Linked DNA regions of Mus musculus: all the other regions are linked to region 1. Evidence: chromatin contacts called from public HiChIP or PLAC-seq and promoter capture Hi-C data. All regions are on one chromosome and are shown on one strand. The core of a region is the stretch at or near the end of the contact, and the rest is flanking DNA. Distances in the headings are between cores, read along the strand shown.

The links. Promoter capture Hi-C pulls out the DNA fragments that hold promoters and counts their contacts. HiChIP or PLAC-seq counts read pairs in DNA pulled down with a chosen protein or histone mark.
Region 2: a promoter capture Hi-C map of Sertoli cells shows a contact between it and region 1, with 6 times the contacts expected there. The contact joins the promoter of Spz1 here to the enhancer-like site in region 1. A contact is called at or near these places in 14 of 39 promoter capture datasets (the 3T3-L1 cell line, the C10 cell line, the HPC-7 cell line and 10 more), 2 of 15 datasets of contacts at CTCF or cohesin (large pre-B cells and pro-B cells), 11 of 484 Hi-C or Micro-C datasets (Sertoli cells, cardiomyocytes, double positive thymocytes and 7 more), 6 of 115 datasets of contacts at active chromatin or transcription factors (VIP interneurons, double positive thymocytes, embryonic stem cells and 3 more) and 5 of 9 other capture datasets (adipose tissue, embryonic stem cells, liver and 2 more).
Region 3: an H3K27ac HiChIP or PLAC-seq map of stem cell-derived neural progenitor cells shows a contact between it and region 1. The contact joins two enhancer-like sites. A contact is called at or near these places in 2 of 15 datasets of contacts at CTCF or cohesin (large pre-B cells and pro-B cells), 15 of 484 Hi-C or Micro-C datasets (the 3T3-L1 cell line, the F1.1 cell line, the P5424 cell line and 10 more), 7 of 115 datasets of contacts at active chromatin or transcription factors (VIP interneurons, double positive thymocytes, embryonic stem cells and 3 more) and 4 of 9 other capture datasets (adipose tissue, embryonic stem cells, liver and 1 more).

Annotation. Positions count from the first base shown.
Region 1 is chr13:92,702,186-92,704,957 of GRCm38.p6, forward strand. All of the region lies in intron 9 of Serinc5 (serine incorporator 5), which reads left to right. Gm41018 (a long non-coding RNA gene) reads right to left here. Exons shown (of 4, transcript XR_003950693.1): 4 at 242-2,772. Among named protein-coding and RNA genes, the nearest start is that of Gm41018, 3.6 kb to the right of the region's middle. Within about 2 kb of position 1,341, at least 59 of the 459 cell types and tissues checked have an H3K27ac peak or open chromatin away from gene starts, as enhancers often do. A contact at or near this core is called in Sertoli cells, VIP interneurons, double positive thymocytes and 4 more, where this site is marked.
Region 2 is chr13:92,574,821-92,577,592 of GRCm38.p6, forward strand. Spz1 (spermatogenic leucine zipper 1) reads right to left here and starts at 1,412. Exons shown (of 1, transcript NM_030237.3): 1 at 1-1,412. The coding sequence starts at 1,146. The coding sequence ends at 10.
Region 3 is chr13:92,593,259-92,596,030 of GRCm38.p6, forward strand. No RefSeq gene overlaps it. Among named protein-coding and RNA genes, the nearest start is that of Serinc5, 16 kb to the right of the region's middle. Within about 2 kb of position 1,368, at least 84 of the 459 cell types and tissues checked have an H3K27ac peak or open chromatin away from gene starts, as enhancers often do. A contact at or near this core is called in Sertoli cells, VIP interneurons, neural progenitor cells and 3 more, where this site is marked.

The sequences.
Region 1 (2,772 bases), core at 91-2,590:
ACAGACTCAGAAAGGCTAACACGTGAGCCGTGCTGAATAAGGCAGGAAATGCTCAGATGAGGCGGCTACACAAACCCCATTGAGCTTGTTTTGTGTTGGTCATCTTTGCCTGGGTGTGGGCCTGGGCAGGAGATAAGTATAAGTCTGGCTTGTATACCCAGTGAGAAGACTAATTTTCCTTTGCAGTGTATTGATTTTTTTTTTTTTTTTTGGCACTCATAGTTCTGTTTTTCTGTCTAAGAAAGAATAAGATTTTTGTATACAAAAAGAACTATTGTCCTATGTGTTAAAATGAGAGAACTCTCAATTTTTCGTCAACAGTGTTGCCACTGGCTTGGCACTCTGCACCCACCCCGAGTCTAAAGCTCGGGGAACCATGTTCAGCCACCCCTTGTTTAGTCTCTTTGGCTGTAATGGCGTAGGTTTTCTGTCAGTTCTAAACCACACACCTGCTTGACGCCCGTCTGCATTCCCCACGTGCAGCGTAGCTGTGGGGTTATGTATCAGCGCTCTGGAGGAAGACACAGGCAAGGAAGAGAGCCGAGCACGTTCTGCACACACTGCACATACAGCGGGAACGCTGACACCTCAGTTATGGGTCAGTTCCAGCACACACTTGTCATTCAGTGAGGAACTGTAAGCGTATAGATCACGCCATTCACCTCCATGTCAAGGTCTGAGGGAGTGTTTAGCTCACTGTCAAAACATTTCCTGTTTTCCCTTTCCTGTGTAGAAGTCTTTTTTTTTTCTGGAGCTCTTGGTGAAACATGAACCATAGTCAGAAAACTCAACCATACAGGACAGTTAAGATGAGACTTGGCAGCCAGGGTGGCGGTGGCACACGCCTTTAATTCTAGCACTTAGGAGGCAGAGGCAGGAAAACCTCTCTGTGAGCTCAAGGCTGCCCAGAACCTGGGGCTGCAGTGACTGCTCAGTCATTTAGCACTTACAGGTGCTGACTGTCTAAAGCCGTGTAGTTTCACATCGTCCTCACAAAAGCAGTGTTCCTTGCATTTCACAGAGGGAAGAGCATTCCCATTTCCCAGGATGGGCCCTTGGGTACGTGTTCTTGACTGCGCATTGCCTGGGAGCACCACTGCTGTCCCAGCCCCTCCTGTCCCAGTCCCTGCAGCTGACTTTGCTGGCGTCTGGCCACTGGATCCATTCAAATAGCATTTACTGGACGGACAAGCCCTGGTGTCTTTCCAGATATGGATGGGCACTTGGCTCTGCAGCTGGCCATTTGGGATGCCTTTCCAGTGCCTAGCCTAGAGATAGTGCACCATTATGAAGGCCTGTTATCCTGCCAGCCTCAGAATGCAGAGGAGGAAACTGTGCTGGCTTGAATAGGTTACTGCTGTCTGTTACAGAGGAGCATGCTCTGCAGAAGCCTTCTTTGTGCCTTTGTTCCTACCATTGACTGGGTGGCCACCTGCTGGGGGTGTGAGCATTATGGTTTCAATGTCTCCTTTGTGTACAGCCTTCAAGCTCAAACAGCAGCAAGTCCCCAGGTTAGATTTAAGAGAGAAAGTTGTTCTCCTTTGAGGGAGAAGCCGCCCACTGTTTGCTTCTAAGCAAGTGGGTTCGTGCCCCCACATCATTGCCTATGAAAGACCAAGCTCATGTTTTCTGTGGTAACTTAAGCTTCAAAAGAAACGGGAATGAATAGAGTGGGCCCACTGACTTCTGAACTGTAGACTGCCTCACAGCATCCAAGTCTTGTGGAGCAGGAGGAAGCAAAAGCTCCAGCGGGACTTGAGGGATGAAAGGCTGTGTTCTCCTGGCCCTCAGCTCTGGCTCTCTGGGATTTTTGTAGCTAAGCCCTATTCCATAGAGATAGGAAAGACCATTGCTTCTCAGATGGTCTTGGTAAGTGTAGTCATTCCGTTCTTTCTTATTCTGTTTATCAGTCTTCCTGCAATCATGTAATAAACTTTCATAATTTTGTCTCTTTTTCTTTGAGCTTACTGTTTTGAACAAGTAGGAATTATGATATAAAATTCAAAATGTACTAAAGAAGCAAGAATTCCAGCCTTCTGTATCCACAGCCAGATCAGCAGCCTGATTGCTTATTTTGTTTGATTTATAAGAAAGGATCTCACTACATAACCCAGGCTGACTGCTTTGAACTCTGCGGCTCCCGGGCTAGTCTTGAGTTCACTGCACTGCTCGGACCATCCATTAACTTGGGATTCTTCTACCTCTGCTTCCTGAGTTAGGACAGGGGTGCAGCCATTCCCGCCCACCAGCTGCCTCTAATCTGCCCTTCAGATTTATCCCATTCCCAGTTCAGCTTGTCAGCTTCAGTGCCCTGAGTAATCACGAATCCCAAGGTCTCGTTCCGCATGTGTCCCAGCTCTTTTTTTTTTTTAAGATTTATTTATTTATTTATTATATGTAAGCACACTGTAGCTGTCTTCAGACACTCCAGAAGAGGGCATCAGATCTCATTACGGATGGTTGTGAGCCACCATGTGGTTGCTGGGATTTGAAGTCAGGACCTTTAGAAGAGCAGTCACTGCTCTTAACCACTGAGCCATCTCTTCAGCGCCCCCTGCTCCCCCCCCCCCCCAGCTCTGTCTTAAAGCTAGTTTATGACTTCTGGCTGCTGTTTAATTTGCCTGATTTCACTGTCATCCGTTGTGAGCATGATCGTAGTCCCAGCCCCTGAGGCAGAATTGATGAGTAGCAGGCCTCACACTAGGAAGTGTGAGGCAGGAGCATGGTCTCTTTTGCTGCATGTTTCAGTCCAAGTCGTGCAGAGGTAGGAAC
Region 2 (2,772 bases), core at 162-2,661, 130 kb before region 1:
TGGCGACTTCTACCGAAAGCTGCTAACGGTTCTCCTTTTCCCCACCAGAGATTTCTTTGCAACACGGGCGTTGAAGCGGTTATTCCGAGCCTTCTTAGTAAAGCAAACATCCGGGCTCCTGAGGATCTTCGGTTTCCTAATCGTGCCTTCCGTTGCCCTCGTGGTATGCTTGAAAGCGTCCGTCTTGTCTGCTTCCGCTAACTTCGGACATTTCTTGTCCTGCTCACAGGACATCTGCAAAGGCTTCTCGTGCCCCAGTCCCGCTTCGTGGAGATGGAAATCCTTGAGGATGTCTACCCTCTGTTGTAGGACCTGACATTCATTCTCTAGCAGGGCTGCGATCAAATGCAGCGCGTGGGTGTCATGGCTTAGCTTCTTCACCTGCTCCTCCAGCTTCTGCTTGGTGGATAGCCCATTGTTGGGTTGGTTTTGCAAACAGGCTCGATCCTTGTCAGTAGTTTCTTGGGTTTCGTTCTGGCATTCCTGATATGACCTCATTAGTTCGCTGAGTTCGTTATGCTGTTTACTCCAGTGATCTGCTTCCTGCAGTAACTGCTCCATGTTGTTCCTGAGTTTTCTGTACTCTCCGCGAAGGTGAAGGGATCCATTCCGCGGTCTTTTCACGCTCAGCAGCATGCCGTCGAAGCCTCTCGTTTCTTCTGCATTGCACAGGTCCCTTGCAAACTTTGGTACCATGTTCTTAGCACTCTGGTTTTTCAATAACATCTGCTTCATTGTGTTCTGTTCTCTCTCTGGGTCGAAATGAATGAATAGATCATCTTTAAATCGTATTTTATTTTTCTTCTCAACACCTCTGACGTTAAGTTCTGACAGGTCTTCAGGAATATAGGCATCATCAAAAGGCTCCCCAACTGTAGACTTCTCTTCAACGCCTGCTATGTTTTTGAGAACATCCTTAACGTCTTTTAAGAGATTGCTAAATTTCTGTACCCTCCCTCTTTTCTCTACTGGACAGATGCTATTCTTTGGTGGTGGGAAGGAGTGGTAGCAGACAGTGGGGAGTGATCCGATTTCAAGGAGGGAAATGGTGATCCCAGAGTTCGGTGGTTCTTGCTTAGCACCAGGAGCAGGGTTAGGAGATGGACACCGGGCGGGCATCTCCGCTGAGTTGTCTGTGTCCGACATTGGGACCTGAGGACCCAGAGAGTCCAGGGAGAGCAGATGGCAGTCTCCTGGGAGTCGGTGGAGGAGATGGAACCAGGCAGGAGTTATGGGCCAGAGTTAATGACTGACCCCAGGGAGGTGGTATTCAGGTAGAAGGTTACATCTCAGACAGCCCAGGGGGAGGAGGTGGGAAGGGGGACCTGGAGCTGGAGCTCCATCTCCCTTCTGCTAGGCTTCTGGTATTTTCTCTGAGGCCCCAGCTACTAGGTCTTTATTCTGTCATTGCCCCTCTGGGGCAACACATTCTGTTTCTTTTACATCACAATGGGAGTCCCTTAGATTCCTGTCCCACAACTCAGACACCACAGCCAACCTTACTCCTCCCACATGCCTGCCCCTCTCTTCTCTCCTAGGCTCTTCATTCTAAGAGCATTACAGCAATTTCCTACCTCACCCTCCCACCCCCCTGCCTTACCACACCACACCACACCACACCACACCACACCACACCACACCACACCACACCACACCACACCACATCGAGCCAACCACAACCACGGTGTTCCACCTGAGGGTAAATATAGTTGAGAGAAAGCACAGCAGGCTGAATAAGAATTCTTTCATAGAAGGAGGAAGTGTTGCTCCAGCTGTAGGAGAGATGTTGTGGAAGAGTTAGGAATGTGTGGTGATGTCAGTGAGAATGGCCTCCATAGACTCGTAGATCTGAATACTTGGTCACCAGGGAACGGAACTATTTGTAAGGATTAGGAAGTATGATCTTGTTGGAGGAAGTGTATCACCTACGGGGTGGGCTTTGAGGGTTCAGAAAGTCTATTGCAAGCCCAGAGTATACGTCTCTTCCTGCTGCCTGCAGATCCAGATGTAGAACTCTCAGTTCCTTCTCCTGCACCTTGTCTGCCTGCATGTCACCGTGCTTCCCGTTGTGATAACAATGGACTAAACCTCTGAATTTGTAAGCCAGCCCCAATGAAATGCCTTCCTTTTGTAAGAGTTTCCATGGTTACGTTGTCTCTTCATAGTCATAGAACATTGACTAAGACAGGATAGAAAGCAGAACTTCTCAAAGTGCTCCATCTTTAGTGATTTTTGGACACTAATGTGAGAAATCTTTTCATTCAAAAATATTCTACTGAATGGTAAGAGGCTATTGGCATGAGTCAACAGCACAGTTATAAATTCTCTCTCGGTCCCTCTCCCTCTGTGTCTGTCTCTCTCTGTGTGTCTCTGTCTGTCTGTCTCTCTGTCTCTCTCCTTAGGGGGAGGGTCAGGGGGAGGACAGGGCAGGGAAGAACCCAGGGCTTTCTAGATAGTACATGAGTGTTCTGCCTCCAAACTGTATCCTCAGTCCTCCACTTGGGAATCTTTTTAAAATGTGGCACTTTTAAGATAGGCTTTCTGAATGTATTTATGACTCTTCCAGTCAGTGATAAAAAGCTTGGCCACTTCTCATAGTACCTGATTAAAATGACAATGTGTCTAAAGCATTTGAAACAACTCAGTTCAATCATTATATATATATATATATATGTATTATATATATATACATGTATATATATATAATTTTTTAAAGGAATAATCTGAGACATGGGGATAACTCCATGGGTCAGAGCAGCTTCTTGGAAGCTT
Region 3 (2,772 bases), core at 118-2,617, 110 kb before region 1:
TCCATAGATAGCATCCTCCCCCGGATTCCCCAGTGGACCCTGCAGCAGCATTTCTGCCCAAACAACCATTCATCTCCTGCTTGTTTAACTTTTATGTTAGCAGCTCCTATAAGGAATGTTGTTGTGAATAAACCGAGCATGTTTGATAGACAAATCTTGTGTGGACATCCTAACTGCTGAGAGTCTTACAGCCCACAGGCTGTGCTCTTGGCAGGAGGGAGGTATAAATTGCCTTTGTCTCCCTTACTCTGACAACCTCAACTATAAGCTGTGTTTACTTGAAATCAGGAGAGTGAATATTTTGTGGATTGAATTTTAAAATCAAAGCAGAATAAATTTCCCTGGTATGTAGAAGAACAGAAATGAACCATCTTTTAGAAATGCTTTTTGAGATTTCATAGTAAACGTGTATAGTAACTGCACTATTATTTCCCTAAGTCACACAAATATATTTCATGTTAACCAGGCTGGACATCAAACCCAGGGCTTCATGCATGCTAAATGAGCACTTCGTCAATTGAACTGCATCCTTAGCCCCCAATATTTATCTTAGTGAAGCTGAAGATACTCAGTAGTAAGTAGGTAGCATAAATGTTAGTGTGCTTAGCATCTGTAAGACTTTGGATTTGAGGCCTGGCAACTCTCCAATACACTGCTTGAAAACTTCTTACATAATTTAAGATGCAAAGGTGTATTCAACATGCTACTGTATTCCAGGGTAGATGTGTCACTCTGGGGATGCCAGGGGATCCTAGCAGATGAGATTTAGCCACTCATCCCCAAAGAATCACAGGGAAAAAAAACCCCAAAAACCTTTATTCCCCTTGCTGTCAGGAAGACATAGCTAAGTGCCAGGCCCCTTTGGGGTGCCAAAAGCAGCCTTAGATCACACAGGACCAGAACAAAGGCAGAGTCAGGGCAGTTTGATTGCAAATGGTCGAGGTCAGGTCACACAGTCGGGCTGGCTATTATCTGAGGACTTTTCTCACAGCCTTGTAAATGTCAAGGAAATTGCTGCTCAGGGGCAGTCTGCCTTTGACTCACAGGATGTCTGTCTATTACAGCTGTGTGATTCTGGACTTTATGATAAACAGAGGGTAAGAACAACTCAGAAAAGGACAGAAACAAAATGAGTCAGGCTAATTGGATCCCCTTCTAAAGGATTTGTAAACACCTGAGTGTAGACAAACTAAAACCCAGAGCGCACCTTGTACATCTATCTCAGTGACGTCTCCTTATGGCTGGCAGCAGAAACAGACCTAACTCTAACCTGAACGGACTAAATAATTGAAATTAATATGTTCCCTGGTGGGGGGGTGGGGGGCTGGATGGAGCTGAAAAGCCTGCTGAGCGGCTCCCTCCCCTTTCATTAATGTGGCATCTGAGTTCCCTGGAGTACTGCCTGAGTCTTTCCCTTTGTACTGTCTACACTCAGGGGACTTGCCAAGCAAATTAACAATGTGATGTGATTAAAGGGAGACTCTCTACAACACAAGGCAGAGTTTAAAGTGCCATTTTAGGGCCTCAGAGCCATCAGCGCTCTGAACATATGGAACTGTTGCGATTGTACAAAGGAATTTCGCTTACCTTACTGACATCACCTGCTCTAAGTCCTAACCAGGCTGTCGTCAAAATTAGCTATAACCTGTTTATAACATAACCATCACAATGCCTTGGTAACCTACTTGTGCTCATTATTTGAACTTGAAAATTTCAAGAGGAAAATGAAAATTCTTGCCATAGGAACTAGTGGAGTTACATTCCATTTTTTTTTTCTACCTTCGTATATAAAAAGCAAGGCACAGTAAGAGGAGTTAGTCTTCCTGTCCAACATAATCAGGAGGCTGCAGGGAGCACCTCTGGACTTGGAAGTAGTTCCTGTGACCCAGAGATGCAGAAGACAGGCCAAGGTACCACCCTTTGTTTTCTAGACAAAAAAACACAACGCAACAAAACAAAAAATACCTTTATTGATTCTTTGCAAGTTTCATATCATGCACCCCAGTCCCATCCATCGTATCTGCCCTTTGCCCTTGCAGCCCCCAACTCCTTATCCCCCAAAATGAAAAAAAAAAAACAACATACAAACAAAATAAAGCATAGAAAATATTTCATTATGGAAGCTTTACCGTGTCACAGTGTGTCCCACAGTGCACCCCTCTGTCCACACATCTTCACTTGCAAATGTTTATTGCAATGAGTCATTGGGTCGGTTCAAGGTCTCTGGCTCCTGTGACACCATCAATATTGGATCCTCCCCAGGACTTTTCCCTGTTATCCTGTTGTTGCCCTGGGTCTTGGACATCCTGAAGCCCTGGGTTAGTGGGTCCGGCCCCTTCAAGTCCCCCAACAGTTCACAGATGATGTAGATTTTGGAGTGGGCCAATTGAAAGCACCTGAATGTGGGCCTTGGTGAGAGCTGGGCTGGTCGACTTTCCCTTATCTGTACCACCAGGGTGAGCTCTCCAGCACTGCTCTGACTAGACCACTCAGTGTCCTTGGCAGGAGGTAGGAGGTAGGAGACATTCCTAGGCAGCTCCTTGCCAGTCTCCACTAAGCCTCCCCACTGTCTGAGCTGTACCTCAGAAGGCCTAGTGTTTTTCTCGTGGCTGTTTACTTCTTCCTTTCCTTCATACCAGCTAAACCCCTAGACCTGTTACCAGTTTGCCCTACGCCCTCCTCTCAGCAGCTTACCTGTCCTGTCTGTTTTTCTTTTCCCTTCAAATTCCAATTAAACTGTCCACATGTTCCCTTCCCAGTCTGTTTTTAGAT